Linked DNA regions of Mus musculus: all the other regions are linked to region 1. A link is a contact called in public HiChIP or PLAC-seq, capture Hi-C and promoter capture Hi-C data. All regions are on one chromosome and are shown on one strand. Each heading gives the region's core, a stretch centred on a gene start, on an enhancer-like site or on the middle of the called end of the contact. The rest is flanking DNA. Distances are from core to core; before and after follow the strand shown.

Region 1 (3,725 bases), core at 703-3,202:
CAAGAACAGAGCATGCGCTGACCAACATGGCCCTTCCCATGGATGCTGGTGTGGGGATCTTGGATACCCTGGTCTCCTTTTAGCTAGGTTTCTCAAGTCTACCCTCATCATTTGTGCACGAATCCCATGTTTTGTTGTGTTTCTGCAGTACTCTTCTGCTCTTCTATTTGTTAAAGAAAAAATGGGTGTGGCTTCCCATGATCTCCCACCCCCACCCCACCCCGCCCCAAATACTACCAGTCCACACCTCCAAGAGTGGAGTGTGCCAAGTGGCCAGGCAGACTATTTATTCATAGCCCCCTTTGGTACTAAGGCAAGAAACATGCTTCTTTGCAAACAAAGGTCATCTCTCACTCCGCCATCATTTGATGCTCCTCTCTACCTTCCTGAATCCCGCTGGACTGCAGCAGGTCCTAGGAATCAGGCTTTAGTCCGGAGGAGGAACAGCCCATAAGCAACAGCTCAAATGAGCATCGCTCAGGAAAATACCACAGTTAGTCCCCTAGGACAGAAAGGGAGAATGAGAACAAGGGGAGGAAGGGGGGCACTCTTCTCAAATCCAGTATAGCTTAGCCACAGAGGTTTCTTTAACCCCCAGACCACCTGTAGGAAAAGCTTCCACTTAATAAACGTGGATTGAAAGTATGGCAAATCAACCTCAGGTTCCTCATTTACGTGCTCTTCAAAGATATCCCCTGGCTGAATCTGCCGGCTATCTTTTGAGAACCGTGACCCTAATTTTTTTCTTCCCACTGTCCCAGGGCCATTTACCGCAGGGACAGAGCCGGCTCTGACAAATTGTCATTTGTCCACCGCTTCCTCTTACAGGAATCCTCCACTTGCTTACCGTAACCCCTGGCCTCTGCTCTCAGGAAGAATCGTTTCTAATGCCCTGGTTTTCCAGACTCTTGGGACTAAAGCGCGCGCAGCATTGAGAAGCCTCGTGCTGAGCTTGCCACTGAAGCACAGTGGCTATCTGTCCAGTGGCTGTTCCAAATCTGCCCCTGTCGGGACTCCACCATTCTGCTGCCTCCCAGGGCGCACTCGGAGATAAAGCTGGGTGCAGAGTAAGCGCTCTAATACACGAGTGGCCAGGCCGTCTTTTGAAAGCACCTGCCTAGCTCGGTCTCCAGCGACCTCAGGCACAAGCTCCGGAAGGGACAAGAAACCCGGGAGGGGGAAGTGCGCCGAGCACCGCGCGCTCTTAAACTCTGAAACCCAAAGGGAACTGGGTTCGCCGCGGGTTGGAGATGTGGTCCCCGCCCGGGGAGCCAGAGTGCGCACAACAGTCCGACCCTCCCCTAAGCTCTACAGGCCTGCACCTGCTATCTCGCTTCACCTCTCCAGGGAGTTCGGGGACACCCTGCTCTGGGGATGGGGGCAATTTCCTGCCACTGCACTTAGTGTCGACCTCAGAAAAGATCTTAAGGGGTCAGAGCCGCAGCATGAGCTCCAGGCCACAACTTTCTACCCGGGGAAAAGGAGTGGGCTGGGGCGCCCGCCTGCGCTGCTTCTGGGGCAGCCCGCATATCTAAGCCCACCTTGTGGCTTGGGTGGCAAAAGGGGACAGGGAAGAGTCAGGGACCGGACCAGGCTGGCCACGGGCCACTGAGGGAAAACTTTGAGCTGGGTAGAGGGAAAGAGGACCACCAGCACCTTGCGCCCGCATCCTGTGCCAGTACCCGGCTCTTCGAGCCCCGCGCCCTGTGTCTTGCCTGTCTCCCGGACCATCTGCATCCGCTCTCGCCGCAGGGGTTGGAAAGTGGGGGCGCCGCTGCGGGGGTGGGGGTGCTCCAGCGTGCTTGGCCAGTGATCCGCGGGACCCGCTCGCTTGGGCCGGCCTGGGCGGCGACAGTGCGGTTGAGGGCGGGCGCCCCGCCCACCTGGCCCCTCCGCCCCGCCTCCCCGAGCTCTGCCTTTATCTGCCGATCCTTGACCAACCCACCCGCCACCCTGCAGTTCTCTCCCCACCCCTCTTCTCTTGCCTTTCTTTCCCTTCTCCCCCTCCCTCCCCTCTAGGGGGCGGAGCTTCTCCCCTCCCTTCAAGACAGACAATGCTGTGGCTTCGCGTCGCCTCCTCCCTTCATCTCTACCCCCCCCCTCCCCGCGTACCCCCACCCCACCTCGCGCGGGCTGCCAGCGTTTCTTCTCAGCAGGCCAGAGTGCATGAGGAGGAGGAGGCGGAGAGCGTGGGTGGAGGGAATAAGGTGCTGCCTCTCACCCCATCGCGCCTGCCCTCTCCAAGCCACGCCGAGATTTAGCCCAAGCTCTTCAGTTCGCCTGGCTCTGTGACAGTCACTCCCAGGGAGCAGCCCGCCTAGAGAATGCAGATTTCCTAGCAGAGGATGTGCAGTTGGTGGAGTTGGGTGGTGGTTCTTTCTAACACCCGGGTTTGTTCCCAAAAGGGTTTGAGTTGCCAAAGGGCTAAGTGGGCCCCTTCGACTCGGCAGGCCGGCAGACGTGACGGCAATGTGAAGGAAGTCAAGTTTCTTTGTCCATTCCTCACCTCCTCCTCCTCTCCATCCTTAGACCTCCGAGGAACTCTAGTGTATAGGAGGGAGCACCCAGCTACGGATTCTATACCCTCTAACCATAATTCTTCGTTTACATATGCCCGACCTTGCAGTTGGTCCCCAAACCAAAGGGGAAGGGAATCTAACGGTTAAAGAAAGGGCAGCCAAGCCTCCAAAGTGCATCCCATCTGCCTGGAAGCCAGATATTCTCTTTTAAACTCATTGTTTGGATCTTGGAATGTGTCTCCCATAGAAACAATGTTATAAACGGCTATCCGTTCCCAGACCAGCCAGCCTCAAATGTGCGGAGGCCAAAGCGCAGCTGCGGGGTGGTGCTGGAAATGTCCCACAACACTGAACAAGAAGGCTACTGATCGGCTTTTTCTACTGTGAAAGGGGAGGGGGGTGTTAGGGAGATAAATGCATCTAGTTCTTTCCCCTTGAGCTATAAACACAAACCGGGTCCATTAATTTCTTTCACTGGAGCCATTACTGTGTTTCAGGTAAGCTGCTTTCCTTCGCAGCCTTTCTCAAGCTAGATTTGCAGGGTGAGCTGAGGAACTCTCCAGGAAACCTTCTCCAAGGGAATCTTTCTTCTCTTCTAACCTGGCCTTCCGTGACCTCAGAAACAGGACAAAGGGCAGCCATGACTCCTAACAGCAGGGCTCTGGTTTTGCTATTGAAGAAGTCTGTGAGATGCTGCTAGAATTCTTCAGTTCTAGCCCAGCCTCTCAGGAGAGCCGCTCCCTGGCTCCCCTGGCTCGCGTTGAGTCAAATGGTCATCTTATAACCAATCATCTGGCTTCCTGCCAATGAGGGTACACTCCTAATGCCCGAAATACTGGTCCTTGACCCTGTTAAATCCAAACCGGGCAAGGCCTGATGACGTGCACACATAATTGCTCAGGAGGCTGAGACAAGAAGAGTGTGAATTTGAGACTATTCCGTGCACATAGTGAGACCTTTAAAAAGCACCTCCGTGAATACAGTGAGTGGTAATCTGAGTCACTGGAAAACACCGTTCTAATGGTCTGTTTCCTCATATCGAGGCTGTGGGAGAGGAGAGTGGTCCTTCATCTTTTCAGAGAAGACAAAGATGATGCATCTGGGCTGGAGATGCTGTTTCTCAATAGGAAACACACATTGAATTTTCTTTTTTTCTTTTCTTTTCTTTTTTCTTTTCTTTTCTTTTTTTTTTTTTCTTTCGAATAC
Region 2 (3,763 bases), core at 708-3,207, 190 kb after region 1:
GTCTTTTTGTCAAATACTATAAAACAAGGACAAGGAATTAAAAAAAATTTTTTTTTCTTTCAAGACAGGGTTTCTCTGTGTAGCCCTGGCTGTCCTGGAACTCACACTGTAGACCAGGCTGGCCTCGAACTCAGAAATCCACCTGCCTCTGCCTTCCAAGTGCTGGGATTAAAGACGTGTGCCACCACTGCCCAGTGAATTAAAATATTTTTATCTCCCACACATTATAAGATGTTCACACAAGTGTTTTACTTACTGTGACCCAGGAAAACCTTTGCTCTATTCTAGGAATTTATGTCCTGGAGCAGTGTCCCCCTTCTTGGAGCAGTGACCCCCTTCTTGGAGCAGCACCTCCTTTCCCCTTCATCCAACTCCCTTGTGTGCCAATTCTCTTCGGACTAGCCAACCAACTGAATAAGATTGTGAGGTCAGACCCCAGCCAATGGGGAAGAGACACAGCCACCACCTGAAATTAGAATAAAAACTAGATACACTTCCTGTCTCCGTGTGTTTGATTTTCTGAGAGCACCCTCTTGATCAAGAGCAATGTTCGCCTGTCCAGACACTTCAGTTGGAACGGTGGGCCCTTTCTTTTGTGACCTCAAACTTACTTCTAACACCCTCACATAGACACAAACACATACATACACAGACACAGACACAAACACCTACACATGGTTAAGATGATAAATCTTTAAAAAGAGAGTAAAAAAATTAAATTAATTTGACTTGTGATTTGGAGAGAATTCCCAACAGTTTCTGAAATGGCCCTAAACATGTTCTGGTCATTTTATGTTACTAAGTTATGCAAATGGCATCTCAGCACTGTAAAAGTGAAATGTCAATCACCTCTGAAAAACCCTGGAGCCCCCTCTCTGTCTGCAGTGTTGGACATTCAGCCAACACTTCCTTATACAGACAGAATAGCACTAGTGCCATTAATATGCAATTTTGCTTTTGTGTTTAATAAATGTTAAAAATTATATGTATCAAAAATTTGTAGAAATAAATGTTTTATTACTAGTAGATGTTTGATGGTGTCTAATGTGTGTGTGTTATATAGTATATAAATGGAGGTATGAAGACAAATTGTGGGGGTCAGTTTTGTTCTTCCACCCTGTGTGTTCCAGGGATCAAACTCTGGGTTGTTAGGTGGCAGGGACATCTATTTGCTTAGCCATGGGCTCCATATCCTACCATGCTACAAATTTAAGCTACCTCATATCCCTGATCAAAAACCTGCCAGGAGGGCCTGTTATCTCTCATGTTAGTCCCCATTGAGTAAAACTAACCAACTTCTTTCCACTTTGTAATTATGGCGTTTAGAGCAGTTCTCTCTGACCATGGAGATCCTTCCAGGAAAGCCCACATGATTCACGGTGGCCAAAAAGAACAGACCCTGGGATGCTTCTACATGGGGGCTCTTAGAGAAGAATGGGGCATGAACATGAGCTTGAAGCCTCTTGAGAATTTGGCTCCCACCTCCCTGGGCTGTTTGATGATCTAAGAAAGAAGTCAAGTAGCCTTGTAACTGAAGTTCACTCCCGAGAAACAGGTTTATTCCTCTGGCTATTGTGGCCAGCAGACTCAAACAGACTCACTAGAGACCTGAGGAGCCCTCTCTTGGGTTTCTAGGTCAGCCAGTTTGGGGAGGCCAGGAAAAAGACTGTGAAAGAAAAAAAAACGACCCAGCTCATAATCACTGGTGCTTGCAGCCTGCTGGAGAAGGGAGAGAACACTGGAGACCATGCTGACGCAGAAAGAATGGGATGCAGGCCTGGCCGTACCATTCAAACCCTGGGCAGAGGAGTATTCAACACAGCAGTTCCTGAATATCCCTTCTCCATTTTTGTCAACTTGAGTGGTGTTTTTAAATTTTGCACTCTCATGAGCCCGGAATGATTCACTGGCTCTTTTTGGAAGCAGCTGTATTTTGAGATCATTTTCAGGAGTTCTTTAAATATCCTGAACGCTCTACTTACAAGGGTGACTCAAAAAGAATCTTCTCCCCAGGGAGGGGGAAAAGGGAACTGGCGTTGACCGAGTTGACTGTGCACAAGCTTGCTCTGCAGGATGAAAGGGTTCTAGAGGCAAAGTGCACAGCAGTGTGCTTGTTAACACTACAGACCTGCGACTTGAAGTGCTAATGTCGGACCAGCGTCATGGCTCAGACATGACAGTCTGTGCTAGCTTCCCCTCATCCCACACGGGAGGAGACGAGCAGACTCCCCCAGCTGTCTTTGCCACACACACAGGCCACAGTGTGCAGCTGCACGCACACACGCACACTGTAAATAAAGAGGTAATAAATAAATGGATAAATAAATGTGAGTGATTTAGGAAGTGCAACAGTATGCTTTTAAAGCATAATTTTAAAGTTCTGTAGAATGCTAATATACACATATACACATATACACATATATCTGCATTCCTCTAGCTGTGAAGTTAGGGTTGAGTCTATTTTATGGCAATTGTGCCCTAGGAAAACTGTTTGTTGTTGTTGTTTATTGTTTTATTTGTTTGTTTTTCGAGACAGGGTTTCACTGTGTACTCCTGGCTACCCTGGAACTCACTCTGAAGACCAAGCTGGGCTTTGAACTTATAGAGACCCGCTTGCCTCTGCCTCCAGAGTACACCACCGCTACCCAACTGATTTTTGTTTTTGTTTTTTCAAGACAGAATCCTTTTATATGTAGTCTTGGCTATCTTGAAACTCTGCCTGTTGGCCAGGCTGGAACTTGAAGAGATCACTTGCCTCTGCCTCACCAGTGTGGAAATTGAAGGTGTGTGCTACCAACACCCAACTAACACCCAACTAGTAAAGGCGATTTTAAAAAAGAATTCTTTCCCCACAGCACACGACCTCATGGTATTCTGTGTGGTGGTACTTTAGAACTCCATCGTGATCCCAAGCACACCCCAAACATCTGTTCCCTCAGGGACAGGGGGTGCTCTGAGGCAGAGGCTGTGGGCTTGTTTTATGCTCTAGGGGTTGTGTGATGCAAAGACTGGACAGGCATGAGCTGGCTGAGTGGATGGGCCTACCAGATGCATATTATGTATATTCTCTGATTCATTTGCTTCTCTCAGCAAGCATAGGTAACAGCGGCTGGCTTGGAAATTGGAAGTGATACAAACTAAATAAGTCTGCAGTTCTGTGCATTGCATGCTAGCAAGGGGGACACACAGTAAATGTGTGTGTATATACATATATGTGTCTGTGTGTACATATATACATATATAGTGTAGTATATAGTGTAGTATGTAGTATGACAGCTGGTAGTAAGGATTTAGAAGGAAAACAAATCAGATTCAGGGATCAGGAGCACCAAGGATGAAAGCTGACTGACTACTTCACAAATGGACCACATACACACACACACACACACACACACATACACACACACACACACACACACACATACACACACATACACATATACACACACACGCTAGCCCAGCTAACCGAGGGCAGTGTGATCTCAGGCAGGTTAGTAGGGAATCGTACTTAAGGGGGAAAGGAGGATACCAGTACATTAATTATAGCTAGGATCAGTGCTGTTAATATGTGGCTTGTGTGGTCGCGTAGGAACCTATGCTCAGAAGGTCTTAATGTTCTACCACTATCCAGAATTTTTGTTTATTGGTAGATTTTTATTTATTTAATCTGATCTAGGTGCTAGAGATAAAAACTTCTTACACTTGGGTAGCACACACTTACCTGACAGCCATCACCTTTGTCCTGGACTGCTTCTTGTCCACG
Region 3 (3,741 bases), core at 367-2,866, 180 kb before region 1:
GCTGTTTAGCAGAACTTCCCTAACCACTTCTACTACACATTCTAAACACAGTCGTTATAAACACCTGACGCGATGATGTTTTAAATCTGCCACTTGCTGCTCAGGCTTTGATTTTTGCTTACCTTTAATACACTCATTCTTTAATACTCAAAGTGCGGCTGCTGTAGATCATTCTCCGTCCCTCCCTGAACCTGAAGGTCATCGATTCTACTAAGTTGGCTGGCGAAAGAGGTCCAGAGAGCCTGCCTCCAACCCTGCCTTCTCACGACTGGGGTCATGGGCACCATTCCAGCATCAGTGTGAGATTGCGAGGGATGTGATCTCAGGTCCTCGCTCAGGCTTGCAGGACAGGGACTTACTGGGTAAGCCAGCTTCCAGCTTACACTGTGGTTGTCCAAGCTTACAGGGCACGTGCTTTCAAAAGGCTTCAGTGTGAGAGGGCTGAGTGACGCACGCTTGTCAAGATTCCTTTAACAACATTTTGCAACGCCCTCATGCCTCCTAGATCTTCAGGAAAATGAGTGTCATGGAAGCTAGCAGGAGAAGCTCCTGCCTCCTATAAGAAGTCCTTGCCCCTCTCACCCCTCCCCCACACCATCATCTCTCAGCTTACATGGTAGCTGTAAGAACCCAAGCAAACTTCCTTTCATCACTACTTGTTGGAAGCAACACGCCGTCCACAAGAATAAGCTGGGAGTCTTAACTCTGCTCTTGTAAATTCTGAAGAGGTTTTGTTGCTATCTTTTCATGGATCTACCACAATGATATGAAGGAATTTATCTCATATACCTTTCATGTGATGTCTTTGTTTCTGGAAGCACAAACCTGACTCTGGTCTTTATATGTGGCCTTATCTTCCCACATCCTTCCCTCAAGTACTCTGGGAAGAAAAAGAGAGATCCCTGCTAGACAGGAGAGGCTCTAAGTATTTTCAGAGCACAGTTCAAACACTAAGGCAAGTGCTACTGTTGACAGAGTTCCCCGGTTACTGGGAATCTTCCAGAAGCTGCTAAGTTTCTCCTCAATAGTCTAGCAGAGCACACACGTCCTGAATCAGCTGGCCAATGCAGAAAACAAGTCTTCATTCTATTGTTCTAGAGACTTTACAGTTTCAACACCACAAAGTTGAGCAAGCACTTATTAATTTGTATTCCATAAAGAATAGGGCATAGGCTTACAAGAAATATCTGCTTGTATACAACAAAAATATTCAGAATGGTTGTGTGTGGAGGTCACTTCCCAGAAATTCAGAAGGTATCTGAGACTATACATAAAAAGATCTGGGCAGCATAATCACACGTATACTGTCCCCCAGCCACAGACACCGACCACGGCAGGCTCTGGTCTCTGATAGACCTTTTTCAGTTACACGAAGATGACACCATTCTTGACAAACAGCGTTTTGTTGCTACAGAAGATCTGCCAGGATACCAGGCTGCTGTCTCATAGTGGATAATCACAGGGTGGGGGTGGGGGGTGGGGGTGGGTGGAGTGGCCCTGTAGGTCAAACGGGAAACAGCCTCCAAACCTACCTGGGGTCACTTCAATTGTTGTCTGCTGCCTGAAACAGGATGGGCTCCCTGTGAGCACAAGCCTGACAAAGCACACCATCACCAAGGCTACCTCCAGGTGGCCAGGGACCCTGCTGTGTACTGCCTTCTGACTGGCTGAGTCCTGCGTGGTTGCTTAGGAACTGTGTAGACTCCAGAGCACAGCTGTGCTGAAACAAAGCCGATTTCCCTTTTGAGGCTGTCACGAATTTCAGCTAGTAAAGGGAAGGATGTTGCTTTGAGCCAAACCTTGAGCAAATTAGATGGTTTGTGTGATCATAGATCCAAGCAGTTAGCTTTTTTAGTTTACACCTTGGAGGGGCATTAACAAACAGCACGAGACACACACACACACACACACACACACACACACATCAGTACGACATTGGTTTGTGTCGAGCATTGACACAGCTTGGATGATTTTACAGTTTTGACTGTTACTGAGCAGTGGTTTGAATGAGAATGGCCCCCATAGACTCATGTTTGAATGCTTGGCCCCCAGTTGGTGCAACTGTAGGAAGCATTAAGAAGTGTGGTGCCTTGTTGGAGGAGGTGTGGCCTTGCTGGAGGAGGTGTGGCCTTGCTGGAGGAGGTGTGGCACTGGCGGGTGAGCTTTGAGACTGTTCACATTCCCAGTGTGTGTTCTCCTTTGCGTTTGTGGAAGGAGGTGTGAGCTCCCAGCTGTTCCTGACACCGTGTCTCTGCTCCACCATCATGGACTCTAGCTCTCTGGAACTATGAACCCAATTAAGTACTTACTTCTCTAAGTGGCCTTAATTGTGGTAGTGTTTTAGTCACAGCAGTAGAAGAGTAACTGATACACTGACTGTGGAGACTTCTGCTCCCAAATCCTTTTGTTTTGAAGCTGTTGCCATTTGTATTTCTCAGGGGTTGGAGTGTTTGTTTGTTTCCATTAGCATTTATTAAAAAGGTAAAAGAAAAATCACTTGTTAATGTAATTCTTCACTGCAATCTGCAGGAAAAGAAAACCTTAAAATATGTATCTAGGAAAGAAACAATAAATAGGAACAAAAGCAAACTTAAAACACAAGCAATCTATGGTCCGTCATATCCCAAACAAGTGAGCATTCATTTACGCAAATGTTTGTAGCACTTTCGATTGTGATATTTCTTTTTTTTTCCATTTTTTATTAGGTATTTAGCTCATTTACATTTCCAATGCTATACCAAAAGTCCCCCATACCCACCCACCCCCACTCCCCTACCCGCCCACTCCCCTCGGTTGTGATATTTCAAAACTAAAAAAACGACACACAATGTTCTTCAAAGAGTAATGGTCATTGGGCTTAGTGACACCTGAAAGGCTGAAACAGGAAGACTTCAGATTTAAGGCCCACCTGGCCTCCAAAGTGGCACCAATCCTGCCCGACAATGAGGGTCTCATTTAGTGAGACCCCCTCAAAACTTAAATGAGGGCTCGGTAGACAGCTCGGTGGAAGAGCATTTGCCTAACCCGTGCAACGCCTTAGGTTTAATTGCCAATTCCACCACAAACCAAAACAACAGAGAAATAAAAATGGCAAGCACAGTTTGGTGCATTAGACAACAAGAAAAGCTAAACTAGGGATACCCATAACTACATCCTGTTCTCCAGCTTAGCTGAGTAAGTGTAGCTCTCACCCCTCACCAAAGAAACTTGGTTTTGTAGCAGATGCAGACCACACACACACCCCATACACACCAACCAACCAACCAACCAACCAACCAACCAACTACACACACACCCCATACATACCAACCAACCAACCAACCAACCAACCAACCACACACACACACATACACACATACACACACCCCTAATCAAAACCCAAGAGAACAACTGACCATGGGGTGTCCATTCCCCAGTTGATACATCTATAACACAACTCCTACACCCAAGGCTCAGAGAACATCTTAGAAGAGGAGACAGAAAGCTGAGAAGAAACAGAGGACCAGGAAGTCTGCTGTGAGATTGTGCCTTCTAGCTATGACAGGGAAGTTAAACCCAAGAAATCTCAACATGGCTTCCCAAACAGGACTGGAACAATTCCAACAACAATGGACATCTTAACATAAAGGAGGGAAATCTCATGAGACCCACCCACATCCAGATGAAAAGCACGGCAGTTATAACTACTGAGAGAGGGAAAGTTAGCCTGCCCCAGGGATGAACGCACTGATTGGTCTCCAT
Region 4 (3,521 bases), core at 697-3,196, 200 kb before region 1:
TGCTCAGACAGGGGAGGAAAAACAGTTATACATCCAAAAGAGAGAGGAAGTAGCAAGCAGAGGGAAGACAAGGAGGGGATGGAAGGGTACAGTAACAGTCCCCAGGGTGGCAATCAACTAACAGCTGTATATTAGACCCAAGTTCAAGGTCTGCTTTGCTACCAACTTAGCTGTGGGCTATTGGGTAGGTTACTGAGTCTCTCTGAGCCTTCGTTCTCTAGTCTGTAAAGTGAGTGTTGTAATAGAACCTCCCACATAAGGCAATTATGAGAATTAAATAAGGTTCTGTTTGTAAGTCCTGATTGCCATGCCTGGCCCCAGCAACAAAGCCTAGAGGGGTGGTAGCTGGAGATCTTATGATCATCACAAACCCCAAGGCAAGTAAGCAGGAGCCAGAGAGGCGGATCAAGAGCAGCTGCTGCTGAAACCTGGGAGAGAACGGTAGAGCAGGAGGCTAAGCAGGGAGACCTTGAGGGAAGCATACGGCAGCCTGGGTGGTGGTGGTGGTGGTGCTAGTGGTGGTAGGGCAGTTACCAGTGCTGATGGGGGATGGGTGGGTACCAGTGCTGATGAGGTGGGTAACAGTGCTGATGGGGGATGGGTGGGTACCAGTGCTGATAGGGATGGGTGGGTACCAATGCTGATGGGGGATGGGTGGGTAACAGTGCTGATGGGTGGGTACCAATGGCTGGACAGCTCAGAGCCCTCTAGGGAGCAAGAAGGTGGACAGAACTTAGACATATGCCAATCAACATGTCTTCTCTGACTTCAAAGAAAGCAATGTGGATTTTCACATAAAGGCTCAGTGGAAAGATAATGGTAAGGCTTGGGTCTCTCCTCATGAGCAGTGAGAGAGAATGAAACAGCTACAGTCCAGATTCTATACTTAGGGAACAGGGCAGCTTGGGAGGTATACGGAGGAGTGGCATGCTGGTACAGTTTTAAAGGGTGGATGTAGGGGTGGAAGGAGTGGTGGGTTTGCATCTCTGGTGGGGTGCCATACCTGCCCTGGTAAGTGTTAGTAAAATTGAATGACAAGGGTCTACAATTCCCATGTTGAGGTTTCAATAACATTACTTCTCCAAAGATTCCCCAATTCAGGTTATGCTATGCCCCTCAAATAGTATTAAACCAAATCACATCACCCAACACCCCAAATCTTACACTAACACACTTTGGGGGGCCCTTGACAAACTGAGAAGGATGGAGCCCCGTCATCCTGGAGACAAGCAGCTGGAAGGTGTGTGTGTGCAGGAGTCTCTATGAAGACATATAAACAGTCTCTGTCATCTGAGAACAACCGAATACAGAAAGCTTATTTCGTTAGCATAAGAGTGTCAGACACATTGTACCCCATAAATACAAACCATTGTCAATCAAGAGCAAAATTTAAAAACCAACCACCAGGGGGCACTTGCTGAGCATTTTCTCTGAGATGATCTCATTTTCCCTCCGGAAGTCTTGCCCTGATTTTCAAACTATTGCACCATGACAGTGAAAGCCAAAAAAGAAAAAAAGAAAAAAGAAAAGAAAAGAGGAAAAGAAAAAGAAAAAGAAAAAAAGGAAAAAAATCGGTTCATTCAAAGTATCCCAGCCTTGTGGTTGGGCCACCCACTCTAATTTCACAAAGCAGTGGGAGGATCAAGGGACAGCTCCAGTATTGCTTAGCCATGATGGAAAATCAAAGCTAGACTTCCAGTTATCTCTGGAAGAGTAGTGTCCAGTAGCTGTCGGGTAGCCAGGCAGCTTAGAAGGTCACTCTACCCCTCCACCTTTCAAGTTCCTTCAAGCTGTCTTAGGTGCGGTTGGACAGGGGACGTCCTTCCAAATGCAGCCTGTGGGGTTCGGGTTTTTTGGCAGGAGATCACAGTGCTGAATACAGCAGCCCTCTGTCCTCTGTGCGGGCTTCTGTGGAACCTTGGCTTGCGCTCTGGACCGCCTGGGCTCAAGGAAACCATTGCAATAGGAGGAAAGGTCTAAGCAGACCCAGGGTTTTCTTCCTTCCAGGCGCCCTCTGGTGCCGCTGCACACTCAAAGAAAGGCTTCTTTCACCGGCGGCGCTAGGGGAAGTGGGCTCTATTTTCCAGTCAGAAAAGGAATGGGCTGTTCTTTCTTGGTGCTTTGGTGGGATCCTCACGGCCCATCCAGGTAGTTTACATATGAAATGACTCCCCAGCATCCCCAAGCATGGTGCCTGAGACCCAGAAGGCACTTACCCTTTCGTAAAAAAACGCTTTCTTCTACTTCTTAACCTCAGGTGGCCCTGACCTGGCTCTAAGTCACAGGTAATGTCTACATCAAAGTTGGGACTGGGTCCTTGAATATTTCTCTCCAAATGCAACAACAACAAGCCCTGATTCTGTAGCAACGACGGGAATTTTAATGATTAAGTCAAGTGAGTCTTTAAATTACAGATACTAATATAACTGTGTGATTCCCCAATCTGTCCCCAGATTGGCCCTGGATGGTCGCCCAGCCTCCAAGAGAATCAGTTTCCTAAAATGAGAAAGAATTCAAAGTGAAAATGTGAAAGAAAGGGGGGTAGGGGGATAGGGTTGGGTATAGAAGCATATTCCCCTCGTTATTTCATTGTTAGCTGGGGGGGGGGGGGGGATATGTCATGCTGTCATGCTGGAGACCGAACAAAAGAGGAGAATATTCTTATATCAGGCACTCTACCACACACCTCTAACAGGGAGGGTAGCAGAGACAGACTGAGCAACTGTCCTTAGTTGTGTGGGAATTCTCAGCTGGTGAGAATCTGCGGTCAGACAGAGTTTGGGTAGGGGCTCATTTCCTTCCCATATTCTCCTAATTGTCCTTTCCTACTCTGCCTCAGCTTCTCCCTCTGAGACTTAGATCTCTTCATCTTAAGAGTTGATGAAGACTGGCAATCTATCTTCTGTCACCTATATTTCAGGAGTACACAGGTGACAGACTTCTCTTCTAGGATCAAAAGTCTTCCCTAAGGGAGAATAAGAAGGCCTAAGCTTGTAGAGAGAAGATCATCGTTTAGCAGGAATCTTGGCGAAAGGGCATCACCTCTCAGTATAGCAAGACCACACCGAAAATAAAGCACATAGGAGATTGTCAGGTCTAAGACCAGCACTAAGAATAGCAAGGCCTATTTATCACGAGATGCCTGATAATCATTATAATAGTAAATACTTAACACTTAGGGTAGAATCAGTCATAGACTTAATATGAGTTTGTACATATTAGAGACCCGAGTCTCACTTGTCTCTGCACTACCCTTAGGCCATTAAATTAGCTCTTCCTAGTCACATTAACTTTTTGAGTTTAGGAATGAAGATTCCACACTATAAAAATGTATAGGATGTAGTTACACATCAGTTTTAAGAAGGAATCCAATGGGGGGGTGGGGGTGGTATATAGTGTTAGGTTGTAGTCAAGGTATGTTACTGAAGAGGACTAAAAGAAACACAATAAGCAAACCACAGCACAAAGGTTCCAGCTGCCAACAGGCTCCTAAACCGGTTTGATGGATACTGTGTGGGAGA
Region 5 (3,357 bases), core at 837-3,336, 230 kb after region 1:
ACTGAGTACACACCTCATCGAGTTTCATGACTCTGATTTATATCGATTGATTTCCAGGTCTTGGTTTATTTCTGTGTGTGGGTGTTTTGTCTCTATGTGCATCTGTGCACTATGTGTGTAGCTGGTGCCCTCAGAGGCTAGACGAGGAGGTTGAATCCCCTAGGACTGTAGTCTCAGACAGTTACGGGCTCCCATGTGTGGCTGAGAATTTAGCTCAGGTCCTCTGGAAGAACAGCCAGCTCTCCTAGTCACTGAGCCATCTCTCCAGTCCTGTATTATTTTTAAAGATAATATTTTATTTTATTTTTTGTATGCATGTGACTGTATGAGTTACGTGTACACGTGTACCATGTAATTGCAGACGATCCTAGAGGCCAGAGGAGGGACTTGAGTCCCTTGGAACCAGAATTATGGGCAGTTCGTCCTGTATGGGTGCTGAGAACCAAACCTCCTTCCTCTGCAAGAGCAATAAGTGCGCCTAACCATTGAACCATTTCTCTAGCCATGTATTCTGGTCTCAAACTTGCTCCAAGGAACTTGACGCCCTTAATTATCAGAAAATAGTCACATGATATTATCACCACCCTTCACCTCTATCCTTTTTCTTTTCCTTTCCTACATAGTGATAGGGTGTTGAAAGGGTGGAAGAAGAGGGTGGAGAAGGGTAGAAGAAAGAAAAAAGCCCACAAAGTAGCCAAAGTCTGGCTTCAAAAGGTATTTATTTCTAACAGAACAAAGCAAAAACCCAAACCCAACAAAACCAGCAAACACCAGTAGAGGAACAAGAGCACCCAAGCATTTGTGCAAAGCTGTTAAATAGCAAATAAAATGCAAAGACCAGAGGGCTGAAGTTTGTCTAAGTATTTTGCTGTTAATTTGAAACATCATAACAAGAATTTGAGAATGTAAGTCTTTTTCAGAACTCTTCCTATTTTCTGAAAACTCACAGCTCTGGTCAAAATCTCTAAAAGGAACCTGACCCTTGGTGTGGAAGACTTCTTTGAGATTGCAATCTGGCTAAGGACTGGGAGCCCTGTTTTGCATGAGAACAATGCTGGAACAGCACCCATAATACTGAATTCAGGCAGCATATGTGAACATTGGTTACAGCGTGGTAACAAACGTCTGAGTTCTAATTCTTACTCGTACCCTTGTAGCTGCTGGCTAAATGCTTAAACTAGGTCAGGAATAGAGGGAGGGGCTCCATAGGAAACATTCCTTTCAGCCCAAAGGTTTTCAAAGAATTAGATGTGGGTGTTAACTTACTCACAGAAGTTGTGGTTAACAAGAGCCAAACCTGAGGGTTTTTTTTTTTTTTTGAACGATTTATTTTTATACATGAGTACACTGTAGCTGACTTCTGATACACCAGAAGAGGGCGTAAGATCTCATTACGGGTGGTTGTGAGTCACCATGTGGTTGCTGGGATTTGAACTCAGGACCTTTGGAAGAGCAGTCAGTGTTCTTACCCACTGAACCATCTCGCTAGCCCATAGGTCCTGAGTTCTACCTTCAGCACAAAACAAGACAAAAACTTAAGACAAGCAATATCTTGGATGATGTTACTTGCAGATATCATATCCATTTCTAAGTGTTTTTTGTTGTGGTTGTTTGTTTTTTGATACAGGGTCTCAGTAGCAGTGGAACAGGTTACATAGATCAGATCCACTTGCCTTTGTCTCTGGAGTGCTGTGAACAAAAAAGGTGTGTGATTGGGACGAGACTATTTCTGAGTTCGGTGCTTAGACAGAATCAGTGCTCACTAAGTTACCAGCGACCATGGCTTGGCAAGGCAAAGTGAGCTGAAACAGGTTTCACCTCCTGCTATGATGTTCAGAGGTCCACCTGGTCTCTTCGTTTGGACTCCCAAGCTGAGAGCAGCAAGTCTAGGCCGCTACGAGGCGCTGTTGTCCCCCGGTAACAGGTTACCTTCTGGACCCAGCACTCGCGCGCGGGGACTTGCGGTAGGACGCAAGGACCCCATTGGTTCACTCTGCTCTTTTTCTCCCGCCCCCTCTAGGTTTTGTCCAATGAGTGTCTCGAACTCCGCTCACGCCCCCACCCCCGCCAGGCTGCCCCGCCTCCTGGCGTCTGGGGTTCCAGGCGGAGATGGCGGCAGTGCGCGTGCGCGCTGGCTCGCAGCTTCCCGGGAGGAGGAGCGAGCGGCCGCTGGGGAAACAGCGGCTCCGCTCTCCGGGCAAGGGCGGCGGCAGCGGTGCTGGGCGGGGCCGGGCTCGGGGCTAGTGGCGCTGCTGCAGGGGCTGTGCGAGGCACGGTGGGGCTGCGAGGTGCTCGGGCCCGCCGAGAGCCCGTGCTCACTGAGCCGACCCCCGCGGCCACCGTGCTGCTCACTCGGGGTGACGTCGCGCCGGGGTCCCCAGCATGACCGAACTACGGCAGAGGGTTGTCCGCGAGGACGCACCTCCGGAGGACAAGGTAGAGGCATCGTTAAGTGCGGAGGGGCGCGCCGGCAGCCTCGCCCTCTGACCTTTATCGCGGCCCTGGGTACCAGGCCTGGGTTGCGCAGAGGGTCGGCGGGTGTCTTTTGCTTGTGGGGACAGCGGTCTGCGGGCGCGGGGAGTAGCGCGTGAGCTCTGGAGGGTCTTCGCCTTCCCTAGGCCTTCCCGATGTGGACGCTGGACACCCCACAGACCTTGCTTGGGGCCCGGAGAGCGCGATGTAGGCTCACCGCTTGCTTTACAAGTATTGCTGTTGATTGGGGAATGGGGGAGGACTCAGGCCATAGCATTTGTCTCCTGGGAGATTAAAACCTTCTTTTGAACTTGATTAAAACATTAAATCTGTTGGTTCTATCAGAGAGGAGTCTTGATCCACTCCGTGAGAGGGCGGGTTAGTGAGCAGGTGTGTGCTCCCAATGGTGGGTTTGTTTACTGCGCCAAGTGTGGGCATTGATGGGGTAAAGGAGGAAGGTAAGGAGGAGGCCATTTTGGCAGGGACACAGCCAATGTGGGGGCGCTCCTTTGGTTGAAAGTGCGAGGTTTGTGTGAAGTTGAGAAAGGTGGAGGGTGGTTGTTTTACTGTGGACATTGAATGACGGACCGTATTTGTGGTTCGGATCAGTGAGTGATGAGTAGAACCGGCTGAGGTAGCCTGGACCAGAATGATGGAGACTGGTTAAGTCAGAGATTGTCAGCTTGTGACCTGCAGAAGCTCTCGTACGTAGGCCTGCGTGCTGATACGGAAATAAGGGTTCCGTTGAAGGTCTGTTTCTAGCCTGTCTTCAATAAAGGAGGAGGATATGCCGCGTTTCCCCTGATTAATAGTTGACAGAGTTTAGTATCTTTGTTTGCTTGTTCGAGACTGGGTTTCTCTTTGTAGCCCTGGCTGTCCTGGAAC
Region 6 (3,730 bases), core at 102-2,601, 250 kb after region 1:
AGATCCTGTCTCGGGGCCTTAGCCTTCTTTCTGGACAGTCTATCCCGTCATCCTTACATTCTGATTGAGAGGCCGATTCTTTGAACCAACACCTCTTGGAGTTGCTGAGGCCGTGCCCCACAGTCTGTACCTAGAAATTCCTGCTTGAGTATGCGCCGAGGGACTCAGTCAGGCCGGAAATGTTTGCTAACTTTGTCAGTGCTTCGCTGAGACTTAGTTCCAAGAACCTTGAGTTTTCAGGTTCTTCCCCCATGGTAGAATGACCTGGTTGGCAAGGCTGTCAGACATGGGGCATAGCAGTGAGTAAAACAAGCTCCTTCCAACATAGAGTCCATTGTCTGTCTGTCTTTCTTTCTTTCTTTCTTTCTTTCTTTCTTTCTTTCTTTCTTTCTTTCTTTCTTTCTTAGGTTTTTCGAGACAGGCTTTCTCTGTGTATCCCTGGCTGTCCTGGAACTTACTCTGTAGACCAGGCTGGCCTTGAACTCAGAAATCTGCCTGCCTCTGCCTTCCAAGGGCTGGGATTAAAGGTGTGCGCCACCACTGCCCGGCTAGAGTTCATTTTCTGTTGAAGCGTGCAGATGAAGGCTTATTGTCAAGAGCTAATGAAGTTATACAGGATAAAGCAGGTTGTTGTTTTGAGGCTGGGTCTCTCTATGTTGCCCATTCTGTTGGAAAACCCAAGCTCACATGCTCCTCCCACATCTGACTCCTCCCAGGTAGCTGGGACTACAGGTAACATGCTGCCAGGCCTGCCTCCGTCTGTCTTTGTCTTTTCTTCCTTTTCTGTTCTGTTCGTGACAGTCTCACTGTGTAGTCAAGGCTGGCCTCACATTCTTCCTGCCTCAGCCTTTAGTGCTGAGACTTACAGGTGTGTGGCCACCACGCCTGGACTAACTAGCTGTTTCTTACCACAAGGGTAGCATTTTCAAGTGTTAGCTGTTCCCGGGGCTTTCCAGTGTGTAGTCTAGTTTGACTGAGATGTGGACATGTTTCTGAACCTGTCTGAGAAACAAGTGGAAATGTACCTAGACCTGTTAATTCTGTAGTGCTGGGTGGGAGCACTGGGAACTCTAAAAGGCTTTGTGTTTATTCTTTGTTCCTGGCTGTGCATTAGCTGATGTTCAGAAGTGCATCTCAGTACTTTATTTCTGTTGTCTTCTTAACTGGGACTGTTGTCAAACTGTCTTCTAGATATTTATGTTTATGTCAGTTGTCTTAGTTACTTTTCTGTTGCTGTGCCAAAGTACCATGACCAAAGTTGTTTATTACTGAGCCCGCTTAGATGGCTGGGAGGAAGTGATGAGTCGAGAAAGGAGGGAAGCAGGGGGTTGAGTCAATCAAGAGCCAGGCGAGCACACGGTGACCTCTCAGTCACTTTCCAGGAACCTGGCTGGGGTATGTGGTCGGTCATCAGTGCCGCATCCTTTGCCAATGCCCTTTACTCCCTTGAAATAGTTTGGAGATAGTTGATAGTCAAATAGGGTTGTTTTTTGTTTTGTTTTGTTTTTTAAAGTTTATTTATTTTATGTGTATGAGTACACTGTAGCTGTCTTCAGACACACCAGAAGAGGGCATCAGATCTCATTACAGATGGTTGTGAGCCACCATGTGGTTGCTGGCAAATGAATTCAGGAGCTCTAGAAGAGCAGTCAGTGCTCTTACCTACTGAGCAGTCTCTCTCCAGCCCATCAATTAGGTTTTTAAAAGCTGAATCTACGCCCCGCCCTCCCCACCCTTAATCTTTCCTTTCAGTGCTGTTACTGGTGAGGGAGCCTGTAATGAATTCCGTCTTGGAAAGCCCAGTGCTCTTTCTGTAGATCTCAGTATTGATTTGAGACTTTCGGCAGGCAGGGTATGCTAGGGTGGGGGTGCCTCTGCTAGGTCTCAGAAATGATACCCCAGTGTGTGGCACCTTGGCATATGGAGCGTTTCTAAGTCAGAAACAACGGGGTTTGGTGCTTCTCTTCCAGGGCCGCTCTGAGCACCTAACTCTGCTGATGCCTGGAGGGACTTGAACGCTGCTCTACCGCACAGTTGCCAGCAGAGTTGCGTCTGTAACTTTCTTCTCTCAGACTCCCTCCCCAGCAGCCAGCTGCTGAGCCACATCCCAGGAAGGAGCATTTGACTCCACGCAGGGTAGACGTGGTGGATTAGCACTGACTCTCTGGGCCCTCAAAATTGTCAGCTTGTTCATGAAGAGTGTAGATAAGATTCTGTTTTCTGAGTTCTTGAAGTTCACTGGCCTGTGAGTACCCCTCTCTCTGGAGCTAAAATCTGTGTGCCCCTTCTTGTTAATCTTTATAGGGCAAAGAGAAAGTTCACTTTGCTTCTGTAGTTCCCAGCTCACAGTAAATTCATCTTTGACCTTTTCTTTAGACACACAAACTTGTCAAATGGGATTAGTATTGAAAAGCAGTAGAAGTATTTCTTTGTTCTTCCTCACAATACCCGCCCCACCCCACACGCATGCAATACACGTGCAGGCTTTATCTTTTTGTCCTGTAAGAACTCAGTTCAACCTACTGGGCTCTCTCATCAAGATCGACACAGGGCTCCTGACATCTCTTAAGCACCCTCTAGCAGTTTCTCCCCTCTGTACTTGTCTCCATAAGTGGGGGGGGGGGGGGGCGTTGATTACGCTGGCAGCTGGCCAGAAGGCTTGCTTAAGATGGCAAGGTTGTATTCAGCACTAAGGTTACGCTTAGGTTAAGTCTGTGCTCCAGGAGGAGACTTGCAATTTGCATTTAAAGCAGTGCAAAAAATAGTTTGTAAGTTGTGGAGTCATTTCAGCTGCTGGAACTTATGGATTGGACTGTCAGGTCCCCAGAGAGGAGCGAGCTTCAGGGGCATAACCGACCAGTGTGCCACACGCCCGCCACCACGTGGAAGTGAATGAGAGTCTAGTGGGTGGCGCTGCTTCCTTCCTTGTCCCTGTTTTTAGCTTTTCTTAAGACAAACTGGGATAAAATAAGAGAATTTTAACAGGTATCAAAAGAGAATTGGTGTCTGGTAAAGAAATAGGATGTGGAGTCGGCTGAGTCCCACCTACCTGGATTCCCAGTCCGGCCCAGCTTCATTTCTTCTAAAAGGTCAGACTGTCACATGGGGAGCTTTAAAAGGCTTTTTGTGAGCCAGAGGCAACCCTTCGTGAAATACTGAGAATTAAGAGGGAATTGGAAGAAAACAGGGGCGTACTGCTGATTAGGTAGTCAATTTAACACAGGCTAGAGTCTTCAGAGAGGAAGGCACCTCAGCTGAGGAAATGCCTCCATGAGATCCCTCGGTAGGGCATTTTCTCAATTAGTGATCAGTGAGGAAGGGTGGTGCCTTTCCTCGCTGGTGGTCCTGGGTTCTATAAGAAAGCAGGCTGAGCAAGGCATGAACCAGCCAGTCTGCAGCACCTCCGTGGCCTCTGCATCAGCTTCTCTCTCCAGGTTCCAGCCCTGCTTGAATTCCTGTCCTGACTTTCTTCAATGATGGACTATGATCTGGAAGTATAAGCTCAATAAAGCCTTTCCTCTCCAGGTTTGTTTTTGGTGTTTTTATCGAGGCAATAGACATCCTAACTAAGACGGTGCAACTTAAACAACAGTCACACCTAGAAAGAGTAGCGGGCATGAGCTGGCAGGGACTGTTGCGGCCTTAGTGAGGTCCCTCCCCAGCAAAGCCCAGACCATGACACAGGGGTTTCTTGCCCACCCACTGTCTTTCTGCTTCCTTCCACTTTTTC
Region 7 (3,331 bases), core at 693-3,192, 220 kb before region 1:
TTTATTGCTTCTCACAAAATGAAGCATAAGAGACAGAGACAGAGAGAGGATAAAAGAACATCCAAACTGTAAACTTCACTCTTCTATAAACTCTCCTCACATGTGACACATGTGACTGTGACATATCATCTCTTCTGCCACATGCTGAGGTCATGCACACACTAACCCAGCTATAACAAGGAAGGAGACTGTGCAGAATCGTGCATCCCAGGAGGTAAGTAGCTCCTCAGGTCCGCTCTGGAGGCTGACCTCCTCAAATCCCTTCCTCTGTCCTACATTCTTCTCTACATTTCTCTAGTCCCTGTAGAGAAGAACTCATGTTTTCAAACATTTTCTGTGTCAGTCAGAGTCTATGATTTCCTGTCCCCCATGCTCATTTGAATCCCTTCCAGCAAGACATTTGTTCCCACAACCCAAGTCTTGTCAAGGTCACCAGCGACTTTCACGTTACCAAATCCATTGGCCAAACAGTTCTCAGCCTTGGCTCACTTGGCTCGTATGAAACACATTGAGTCACTCTCTTTTCTTTGAACCATTCTCCAGATGACCTTCAAGATATGGCTCCACCCCTCCCTGATAGTTAATAGATATTTAATTTTAAAGAGTAAGAAATAGAGGCAAGAAATAGTTAGCAGTCACAGAGAAAATTAAACAAGCTTTAAAATGGTGCGGTTCTAGAAAAGAAAAGAAACAAACAAACAAATCCTGATGTTATAGCGCTGAAAATTGAACTCAGAGCCTATGCATACACACTTCACTGCTTGCTTATAGCCCCAGGCCACCAGGAAATGTAAAATTGCACAAGAGACGAGACACTATTAGATCTCATTGTTCAGTTAAATGGTGAGTAGTTCGCATACTCTGTCAACATGCAACTATAATCATTTCCCGTAACTATAATGAGACGATTGAATAAAGGGAACTTGAGAAGAGTTAGAAAAGATAATGGGTTGGTGGGGGGCAGAGGAGATGGCTCAGCTGTTAAGACCACTTTCTGCTCTTGCATAAGACCCACGTTCGGTTCCCAGCTCCCTCAAGAGAGCTACTATCTATCTGTAACTCCAGTTCCTAGGGATCCTATGGCCTTCTCTGACTTCCTCAGGCACACATTGTGGGGCAGTGGACCATGCCAGGACACTTGGTGAGGTCGAGTGGGTTCAGAAACTCTGGTACCCTCATACCTGAGCATAGTAGGAGTTTCATCTACTCCCAACCAGGTTCCTGTCCTCTCTCATCAAGAGACAGTCATCTCCCTTGGGGGAAAGCCTTTGTCATACAGAGCCCTGCCTCCTGAAGAAGGCCCTCTGTGCTCCCAGACGCTCATCCCCTGAGCTAAGATGGAACTACACACACACACACACACACAACCTGGGCTGGGACCCTTCAGCTGCTCACCCAACACCAGCATAGGATAAAATGTAGTCCAGTGCCTCCCATTTCATCTGCCCCAGCGAAGTTCCCACACCCCAGCAGTGAGAGAGAAACATGGAACCTCACACATGTAATGTATATACACGGATGCCAGCAGAAACTTCTTATGCATAAAATAACTAAATCTTTTTTTAATTGTAAGGCAATAAATTAGAATAGAGTGTGTGACACGTGTATATAATCTCTGCATTTGGGAAGAGTAGGCTTTTGAGATCCTATTAAAAAATAAAATAAATAAAACAGGAGAAAGGAAATTCTTAAACTAGTAACAGCAGTTTATACACATTAAAAAAATTGAAAGTCCTGGGGACAAATGGACACCCCAAGAATGAGTAAGAAAACAGACACAAGTCCACAGGCAGGTGGATGGCATGGGGAAACCAGAGAAGAACTAGAGTCAAGTTCCAGAAGAAGAAAGCCTTTCCTGGGGAAGAGAGTGACAGTCCTAGAGGAGGTAACAAGGCCACCTGCAGAGGGCTTCTGGTTACTGAAAAGGCACACCCAGCAGGGCAGACCTCCTAACAGTGCAACTCCCTGTGAGCCTGTGGCAGCCATTTTCATTCTAACAACCACAGAAGACAGGATTGCTGATAAGCGATGGGCACTTGAGTGATGTTCTAAGCCCTTCATGGTTGCCTCCCTGCTCTGCCCTCTATGTGCCCACTCTGCTGTGGCCCCAACACTCTCTCCCACTCAGTGGAAAAGGTGACCCCTGAGAAAGAGTGAACAGAGCAGTTCCACCGGAACCTGGGGTGGGGGGGACTCCAAGATGCCCTTCCAAACCTTTGCAAACCTGGGAGGTGAAAGGAGACTTGTGTGAGCCCTCCAGGGAGAGCAGTGAGAACTGAGTCTGTGATTCAGGAAGAAGAGGGGTTTGCTGGAAACCATCGAGTTAACAAAGCCAGGAACACTGCAGAGCCCTGTCCAGAAACCCATACTTACCTCTGAGGAGAGAAGACGGAGTAACTTCAGGCCTTCTCTTGTCTGTGCCGTCAGCAGAGAACCTGCATATACACAACAACAAAAGCAGGAGGAAAAACATCTTTAAAGAAGGACTCAAATTACAGGTTAAAATAGAAACTTAAATTATATGGTGCTTCCAAGAAACAAACGCCAAACAAAATGGTATCGGCCGGTTAAAAATAAATGCTTTTACCGGGCGTGGTGGCGCACGCCTTTAATCCCAGCACTTGGGAGGCAGAGACAGGCGGATTTCTGAGTTCGAGGCCAGCCTGGTCTACAAAGTGAGTTCCAGGACAGCCAAGACCATACAGAGAAACCCTGTCTCGAAAAACCAAAAACCAAACAAACAAACAAACAAGCAAAAAAAAATAAATAAATAAAAAATAAAAAAAAAAAAATAAATGCTTTTTAAAAAAAGGAGAACTGAGATTTATCAGGCCAATAAAGAAGAGCCAAGATAACAAGATACGTTTCAGATTGCACAGAATTCAAGGCATTGCATGGAACAAAGATCTTTCTGCAATGAAGTATAATCGGTTACACCCAATGTAGGTGTAACCGATCTCAAGAGTCCTGCTAGCCATACAACCTGCTCAATCTCCAGGGAGAGAAGCCCACGGATCACTGCGGTTCCTTTGAAAGGATGGTTCGCTCTGGAGTCACTGAAGGTGACAGGCAATGTTCTAAGTAAACCTCACAGGCTTAGCAAAGCACAGACTCAAGTCGGATATGTGAGAAAAGCAGCCTCTGATTGGTGGAAATGAAAGACAGAGTGGAGACCATGAGATCAGCGGCTGGTCCCACTCCTGCAACACGATGGCTCCCTGGTCCTTGCTTTGGTTCATACATTCCCCCAAAAGCTCATGGGCTGTAAACGTAACACCAAGTGCATGTGCCTGTGGTACACAGAGGTGAGGTCTCTGGGAGGGAATCAGGG

What was found. Promoter capture Hi-C pulls out the DNA fragments that hold promoters and counts their contacts. HiChIP or PLAC-seq counts read pairs in DNA pulled down with a chosen protein or histone mark. Capture Hi-C pulls out chosen DNA fragments and counts their contacts.
Region 2: an H3K27ac HiChIP or PLAC-seq map of microglia shows a contact between it and region 1, with 4 times the contacts expected there. The contact joins the enhancer-like site here to the promoter of Rassf2 in region 1. A contact is called at or near these places in 5 of 39 promoter capture datasets (the 3T3-L1 cell line, the C10 cell line, embryonic stem cells and 2 more), 1 of 484 Hi-C or Micro-C datasets (embryonic stem cells), 4 of 115 datasets of contacts at active chromatin or transcription factors (bone marrow-derived macrophages, embryonic stem cells, forebrain and 1 more) and 3 of 9 other capture datasets (adipose tissue, bone marrow-derived macrophages and macrophages).
Region 3: a promoter capture Hi-C map of liver shows a contact between it and region 1, with 3 times the contacts expected there. The contact joins the promoter of 5330413P13Rik here to the promoter of Rassf2 in region 1. A contact is called at or near these places in 7 of 39 promoter capture datasets (the 3T3-L1 cell line, cranial neural crest, embryonic stem cells and 3 more), 2 of 484 Hi-C or Micro-C datasets (both in embryonic stem cells) and 1 of 9 other capture datasets (adipose tissue).
Region 4: a contact with region 1 is called in an H3K4me3 HiChIP or PLAC-seq map of forebrain, with 4 times the contacts expected there. The contact joins the enhancer-like site here to the promoter of Rassf2 in region 1. A contact is called at or near these places in 10 of 39 promoter capture datasets (the C10 cell line, the HPC-7 cell line, cranial neural crest and 4 more), 1 of 15 datasets of contacts at CTCF or cohesin (embryonic stem cells), 4 of 484 Hi-C or Micro-C datasets (embryonic heart and embryonic stem cells), 13 of 115 datasets of contacts at active chromatin or transcription factors (DN3 thymocytes, bone marrow-derived dendritic cells, embryonic hindbrain and 7 more) and 4 of 9 other capture datasets (adipose tissue, embryonic stem cells, liver and 1 more).
Region 5: a capture Hi-C map of macrophages shows a contact between it and region 1, with 4 times the contacts expected there. The contact joins the promoter of Cds2 here to the promoter of Rassf2 in region 1. A contact is called at or near these places in 13 of 39 promoter capture datasets (the 3T3-L1 cell line, the C10 cell line, the HPC-7 cell line and 8 more), 9 of 484 Hi-C or Micro-C datasets (B cells, CD4 T cells, CD8 T cells and 5 more), 4 of 115 datasets of contacts at active chromatin or transcription factors (bone marrow-derived macrophages, embryonic stem cells, memory CD8 T cells and 1 more) and 4 of 9 other capture datasets (adipose tissue, liver, macrophages and 1 more).
Region 6: a contact with region 1 is called in an H3K4me3 HiChIP or PLAC-seq map of the 230-238 cell line, with 11 read pairs. The contact joins the enhancer-like site here to the promoter of Rassf2 in region 1. A contact is called at or near these places in 1 of 39 promoter capture datasets (the C10 cell line), 2 of 115 datasets of contacts at active chromatin or transcription factors (the 230-238 cell line and memory CD8 T cells) and 1 of 9 other capture datasets (adipose tissue).
Region 7: a promoter capture Hi-C map of embryonic stem cells shows a contact between it and region 1, with 2.1 times the contacts expected there. The contact joins the enhancer-like site here to the promoter of Rassf2 in region 1. A contact is called at or near these places in 4 of 39 promoter capture datasets (embryonic stem cells and hippocampal neurons), 1 of 484 Hi-C or Micro-C datasets (embryonic stem cells), 5 of 115 datasets of contacts at active chromatin or transcription factors (embryonic stem cells, forebrain, stem cell-derived neural progenitor cells and 1 more) and 2 of 9 other capture datasets (adipose tissue and embryonic stem cells).

Annotation. Positions count from the first base shown.
Region 1 is chr2:132,028,036-132,031,760 of GRCm38.p6, forward strand. It overlaps Rassf2 (Ras association (RalGDS/AF-6) domain family member 2), which reads right to left and starts at 1,953. Exons shown (of 11, transcript NM_175445.4): 1 at 1,716-1,953. Gm31179 (a long non-coding RNA gene) reads left to right here and starts at 2,416. Exons shown (of 3, transcript XR_374996.3): 1 at 2,416-3,016.
Region 2 is chr2:132,219,759-132,223,521 of GRCm38.p6, forward strand. It overlaps Gm14051 (a long non-coding RNA gene), which reads left to right. Exons shown (of 3, transcript XR_866753.3): 3 at 289-494. Among named protein-coding and RNA genes, the nearest start is that of Tmem230, 26 kb to the right of the region's middle. Within about 2 kb of position 1,958, at least 76 of the 459 cell types and tissues checked have an H3K27ac peak or open chromatin away from gene starts, as enhancers often do. A contact at or near this core is called in adipose tissue, bone marrow-derived macrophages, macrophages and 1 more, where this site is marked.
Region 3 is chr2:131,846,040-131,849,780 of GRCm38.p6, forward strand. It overlaps 5330413P13Rik (RIKEN cDNA 5330413P13 gene), which reads right to left and starts at 1,617. Exons shown (of 3, transcript NR_029381.1): 1 at 1,533-1,617. It also overlaps the pseudogene Gm14281.
Region 4 is chr2:131,826,820-131,830,340 of GRCm38.p6, forward strand. The region is part of intron 2 of 5330413P13Rik (RIKEN cDNA 5330413P13 gene); the gene reads right to left. Among named protein-coding and RNA genes, the nearest start is that of 5330413P13Rik, 19 kb to the right of the region's middle. Within about 2 kb of position 1,947, at least 78 of the 459 cell types and tissues checked have an H3K27ac peak or open chromatin away from gene starts, as enhancers often do. A contact at or near this core is called in adipose tissue, embryonic stem cells, forebrain and 1 more, where this site is marked.
Region 5 is chr2:132,261,062-132,264,418 of GRCm38.p6, forward strand. Cds2 (CDP-diacylglycerol synthase (phosphatidate cytidylyltransferase) 2) reads left to right here and starts at 2,087. Exons shown (of 13, transcript NM_138651.7): 1 at 2,087-2,436. The coding sequence starts at 2,383. Gm46766 (a long non-coding RNA gene) reads left to right here and starts at 2,443. Exons shown (of 2, transcript XR_001783482.2): 1 at 2,443-2,679.
Region 6 is chr2:132,280,925-132,284,654 of GRCm38.p6, forward strand. All of the region lies in intron 1 of Cds2 (CDP-diacylglycerol synthase (phosphatidate cytidylyltransferase) 2), which reads left to right. Among named protein-coding and RNA genes, the nearest start is that of Gm46766, 19 kb to the left of the region's middle. Within about 2 kb of position 1,352, at least 98 of the 459 cell types and tissues checked have an H3K27ac peak or open chromatin away from gene starts, as enhancers often do. A contact at or near this core is called in the 230-238 cell line, adipose tissue and memory CD8 T cells, where this site is marked.
Region 7 is chr2:131,803,554-131,806,884 of GRCm38.p6, forward strand. No RefSeq gene overlaps it. Among named protein-coding and RNA genes, the nearest start is that of 5330413P13Rik, 42 kb to the right of the region's middle. Within about 2 kb of position 1,943, at least 15 of the 459 cell types and tissues checked have an H3K27ac peak or open chromatin away from gene starts, as enhancers often do. A contact at or near this core is called in embryonic stem cells, where this site is marked.